2 separate regions of the Cricetulus griseus genome follow, and region 2 is linked to region 1. Evidence: chromatin contacts called from public Micro-C data. All regions are on one chromosome and are shown on one strand. The core of a region is the stretch at or near the end of the contact, and the rest is flanking DNA. Distances in the headings are between cores, read along the strand shown. Region 1 overlaps Pkig (cAMP-dependent protein kinase inhibitor gamma). Region 2 overlaps Ttpal (alpha-tocopherol transfer protein-like).

What was found. Hi-C and Micro-C count contacts between places; a contact is called where the count stands out from the background.
Region 2: a Micro-C map of the CHO-K1 cell line shows a contact between it and region 1, with 5 times the contacts expected there. The contact joins two enhancer-like sites. A contact is called at or near these places in 6 of 8 Hi-C or Micro-C datasets (the CHK-Q cell line, the CHL-YN cell line, the CHO-K1 cell line and 2 more).

What each region holds. Positions count from the first base shown.
Region 1 is chr6:15,793,669-15,796,368 of CriGri-PICRH-1.0, reverse strand. Pkig (cAMP-dependent protein kinase inhibitor gamma) reads left to right here. Exons shown (of 4, transcript XM_027423486.2): 3 at 2,039-2,212. The coding sequence starts at 2,062. Among named protein-coding and RNA genes, the nearest start is that of Ada, 31 kb to the right of the region's middle. Within about 2 kb of position 1,413, at least 1 of the 6 cell types and tissues checked has open chromatin away from gene starts, as enhancers often do.
Region 2 is chr6:15,896,230-15,898,929 of CriGri-PICRH-1.0, reverse strand. Ttpal (alpha-tocopherol transfer protein-like) reads left to right here. Exons shown (of 5, transcript XM_027423491.2): 5 at 1-2,700. Among named protein-coding and RNA genes, the nearest start is that of Ttpal, 14 kb to the left of the region's middle. Within about 2 kb of position 1,314, at least 1 of the 6 cell types and tissues checked has open chromatin away from gene starts, as enhancers often do.

The sequences.
Region 1 (2,700 bases), core at 164-2,663:
CTGGATAGGGCCGCTGAGAGTGATGGATGTAAAACAAGTGCCTGGTGATTGGCCTGTCACTCTTTACACTTGGTGGCATTTTCATTTGTATTGTTACTACAGTGTTATCACCATTACAGTGAGCCATTTACCTGTACTGGGGCTTTGAACACTTTCCCTAGAGGGAGCTGGAGGCAGAGTGACTAGCAAGCAGAAGGAACCACCTCCAGGAATTCCTTTAGCTGAGGCCCTCACCACAGCTAAGAAATCTAGACACGGTGCGCCATCTGCTGGATTCTGGAGGGACTGCCTTACACAGAATTCCTCCTCCCCCAAACCCCCCACCACCACCACCTATCCACACCTTCATTTTATAGGTGGGGAAACTGGCCTTTGCTCCAAAGAATAGGCTGGATGTACAATATGTACAAGTACATATGATGTGTGACACAATCCCTAAATAGTCACTGTGTCCCCTCCTGATATCCATGGCTCTCTTTGCTCTTGAGTGTTGTCCACCACAGGGCTGTAGTGTTCCTGATTTCACGCCTTTGTTCCCACTCCAGCCTCCTCTGTGCGCCTGCCCCACCTTTGCCACTGGAGGGCTCATGGGAAACTTGAAGCCAGCCAGGAAACTATCTAGTAAACAGTTGCTTTCCACCTGCCTGGTACCCAAATGCTCTGTGGGTCCTATTTCAGTAGCCATGCCTCTGTCCAGCTCCTGACTCATGTCAGAAACCAAAATTCAGCCAGATAGTGCCCACATACTTGTTCCTCAGGTTGTGTCTAGGATCTGTCTCAATGCCTGCTTGATCCCTCTGCCTTCTCACACCTGGCCTCCCAGAACCCTCCTAACTTACTTCCATCCAGGCCCTGCTCTGCTTGGACATTGGAATTGTCTTTGAAATGCACAGCTTGTTCTCATGACCTTATCTAAAACCGTCCAGGATATGGTCTGCCTCTGTCCACCCTCTGTCCTCGGTGTCACTGTCCCCTCTTGTGAGACCTTGCTGCTCTTCCGCTCTACCCCATTGTTTTTCAACAGAGCCTCGAGACTTTCTGTTCCCTTTCTTAGGATACTCTTTTCCTCTCATTATATTTGTAAATGTTACTTTGAGACAGGGTCTCATTCTATTATCCCAGAGCTCACTATGCAACTGTACAGCTCAGGCTGGCCTCAAACTTAGAGCAATCCTCCTGCTTCAGTCTCTTGAGTGCTGGGATTACAGCATGGTGTAAGCCACCATGCCCAGACTCTTCCCACACCATTCTTGGATGTTGACAGACATGGTATTTCCTGACCGAGTCTTGGTTGGGTCCTGGCCATCCCTGTGGCACCCTTGAAGCCCTGGACACATGATCATGACAGCTTGATGCTGAATTCAGTGAACTTTAAACTCTGAGAGGTGGGGGAAAGTGCTGGCTTGTTCTTTGCTCTCTCTGTAGCTCCTGGACTGTGCCGGGCACGTGATATGGTGAGCTGGAAGTGCTGGTCTTCAGGGCTACTTTGAATGAAGATGTAATGTGTGTGTGTGTGTGTGTGTGTGAGAGAGAGAGAGAGAGAGAGAGAGAGAGAGAGAGAGAGAGGGAGGGAGGGAGAGAGGGGGGGTGGGGAGGTCAGAGGACAATTTGCAGGAGTCATTCTCTACCACATGGTTTTCAGGGATTGAACTCAGGTCATAGGGTGTGGTAGCACGCTCCTTTACTCACTAAGCCATTTTCTGACCCTCACGCATGTTCTTTCTTTTCTTTTTTTTCTTTATTAAAACAAGGTTTCTCTACATAGCCCTGGCCATTCTGGAACTCACTCTGTAGACCAGGTTAGCTTAGTGCTCACAGAGACCTTGTCTCTGCCTCCCATGTACTGGGATTAGTCAGTCATCATCACCTGGCCATGTGCTGTTCTAGAAGATGTGGATAGTACTCTAACTGGGGCCACAGTGGTTTTGGTTCCCTTTGTCCCGCGCTTTCTGCTCAGTTCCGGTGGAAAAGGCAGTTGTGTCATTATGTCAGAGAATATCAGCACCTCACTTCTGCTCTCCTGCTCCTGTCCCCACAGGCCTGAGGAGCGATGCGACAGGCATGATGGAGGTCGAGTCCTCCTACTCGGACTTCATCTCCTGTGACCGAACAGGCCGTCGGAATGCAGTCCCTGACATCCAGGGTGACTCGGAGGCCGTGAGCGTGCGGAAGCTAGCTGGTGACATGGGCGAGCTGGCACTTGAGGGGTCAGGTCAGAGCCTGTGCTGAGCATCCCGGTGGGCAGGTCGGGAGGTGCTCTGCTAGCTCTTGCTAGTCTCCAGGTCTCACCGTTCCTCAGAGAAGTGTGTTTAAATGGGGCTGTCCATGGTCAGTAGCAGAGCCCAGCCAATGTCTAGGTTGGAGGATGCCAGCATCTTGGTCCTGGGGACTCTGGCAAGCATCTAGGATGTTTCCCTTCTCCCGCCCTCAGTCCAACAAGCCCTGTCAGGTCTCAGTGATACACCCTAACTCCCTCTGCCTCATGCCCCATCCTCTCTTCATCCCCATAGCTACCACGTTACCTGCTGTTCACCAGGAGTCTTTGCCCTTCCTGCACAGCAGACAGCAGGATTTCTTTAGCCATCCAGCCCTGCCAGGCTTCTGCCCCAGACTCCCTGGTAACACCTCAGAGCCAAGATGCTCTCCAGTGCTCCCCAGAAGTTATGCCCTGCTGGCCAGCCTGGCCTAGGGTTCTCCTCA
Region 2 (2,700 bases), core at 65-2,564, 100 kb before region 1:
CCTCAGCTTTGTCATCTCCAAGGTGAAGCTACATGGAATGGGGGTTATTGGGACTGCTGAAGTTGTCAGGGTTCCTGCTTGGAAAGATGGCTGTGTAGAGGTAGTTGGCTCTTGTTTTGTTTTGTTTTTTTTTTTTTTTTGTGGTACATACCCAAGCCTTATGTAAAGCAGTGTCACCATTTGGCCAGGCCTTTGGTGGTAACCAACTGCCTTTGCAGAATGATGGGTAAACTTGAAAGGGATGGCTTTCGTGAGGCTGGCCAAATCTTGTACAAACTCCTTCCACCTTGGAGACACTAGTAGTAGAAACAGCCAGAGTAATTTGCCAGATTTGGGCTTCTTCTATTTTTGTGTGTGGAAACACACTGGAGCAGGTTATTGCTGGTTTGCCTAGAGGCCCTGCCAAGTGTTTATCTATTGTGGAAGGACCAGTTGGCTAGAACATTAGTTTTGCATTTAGGCACTTTAGACACCTATCAAGATTTTAGCCTTAACCCAAGCATTGAGTGAAGTAATTTATCTCCTGGATTTTGACCTGTTTCTTTTGGTATTCATCGTGAATTATGATGTTAAATAGTGTTACATGCTGTTGGTTGTGTATTTACTAGACTAAGCAGGCTTTCCATACAGCTTACAGGCATGGCCTTGAGACTCAAAGGTCAGTCGATTGTTACTAAATTTCCTAAAACATCTACAGAAGTTCTTAATGGAAACTTAACATAAAGATGCCAATTATGGGGGACATTCTTTTCACCGTAGATGCTAATCCTTGATCTTCTAGGTCTTGACTAAGCTTAAGTGCCAAAACACGCCCCTCTTGACTGCCCAGAGACTATGGTCTATTGACCATAGACTCTGCTATTTGCTTTAGCTCCTGCCAGGTTTTCTGCCTAAAAAGATGGCCACCCACACACCTGAAAAGACCCGTGATGGCTCCGAACCCAGCAATCTGGGTGAGAGAATCTATTAGAAGCTTACTTAGGTCCTAAGGGGGAAGAGAGCACAAGGAAAACATAGACAAAGGGAAAGATTAATTTCTCAGCCCCGCCAGGCTCTCTGGTCTAAATCTTGTCATGTGACTAGCTAGTCCTTTGTGTGCTTGTTTACCAAACTTTTCTGGTTAGGCCAAGGGGGAGCTGTTCCCATCAAGCCTCTGAGAGCCTGGGTCTGCTGTCCCCACAAGCTGTTCTGCTTGCTGACTCTAAAAGGTCAGTTTTGGCACCTCCAGTTTGAAGCAGGCTGAGACCAGGACCTGCTGGTGCACAATAAAGCAGTTCCTGGGCTGAGCAGCAGGGGTGCAGCAGAGGAGAGTACATTGGTGGAGGCAGCAGATGAGCAAGAACTCAGGAGTATCTGACTTTAGGGAAAAGCTCTACCCATTTCACAGACAGCAAAATGAACTTTTCCTAAAATTCAAGGTTGTATGGTGTTGGGAAAAAAGCGATAGTGAAATAGAAGTGGGTTCCAGCTTTATCTTCCTCCATGGCCTTGAATGTGCCACTTGACACCCTTGATCACTGGAGAAAGAGGCTTGTATGCTGAACTCTGAATCCTGTTCCTAATTGGCTCTCTGGCCATAAGGACACTCTTCTTGCTTTCTAAAAGCAAGGTTATTTAAGAATGTAGGTCAAGTGAATTGTTGCTGAAATATGCTAGTTTAGGAATCTGGGCATTTTCTTCTCCTGATCAAGTTCGCTACAGACTTCCACTAAATTCAGTTCCCTGAAACCTATAGTTCCTTCATGGAGGGAGGAATACAGATAAAATCTACAGAAACAGCCAGAAGTGTTGGCTTCAGACCTTGGCTTTCTCTGGGCATAGGAGGGGTTTAGAGCATTCAGATTTCATCCTAGGTTTTTGTTGTTGTTGTTGTTGTTGTTGTTTTTGGGTTTTTTTTTTTGTTTTTGTTTTTGTTTTCCGAGAAAGGGTTTCTCAGTGGCTTTGGAGGCTGTCCTGGAACTAGCTCTTGTAGAGCAGGCTGGTCTCAAACTCAGAGATCTGCCTGTCTCTGCCTTCCAAAGTGCTAGGGGGCATGCACCACCACCACCCAGCCTCATCCTAGGTTTGTAAGCACCTCAAGTTACAAGGCAGTTTCTTCAGAAATGCAGGCATTCCTCTGACTATCTGAGACAGCTTTAGTATCCAGCAGGCAGTTTAGGCAGAAATCATGTCATCCTTCCGGTCATTCATGAAAATTGCTTTTTCATTTGTGCAGTAACAGCCACACTGCTGTTGTAGCATTATGACAATACCTCACCTTGAAGTCATGCACTTCAGGTTTTCCTGTAAAATCTCCTTTAGGAAGGAAAACATTAACTCAGTTGATGCAAGTGTAGCTCTCCGATGGTCATGCCAGGCTGCAACACCAATGGGCTGCTCAGGACAGCCAGCTATCTTGCTAAGGTGTCTCAGTATTGCCATCTGTTCACTTTGTTAAATGTCAAGCAAATTTTTCTGCTCTCCTGACTCAAATGCTCAGCTTCAAATGCAAAAAGCACGACCAAATACTTCTCCATGGGAGCTTGCTCCACAGGAAGGCCCCGTGTAATTTGCAGCTAGAGAGGACCACACGTTTACTGGTTTTCAATTACCTGGGGTCCTGTGTGTTTTCAATCTCACTGGAGGCTTTTCCATCAGGCAGTTAAGTGGTGGCTGCTTTAGTCTCCCGGATGTGCCTCAGCTTCTTGACATAGTACACAG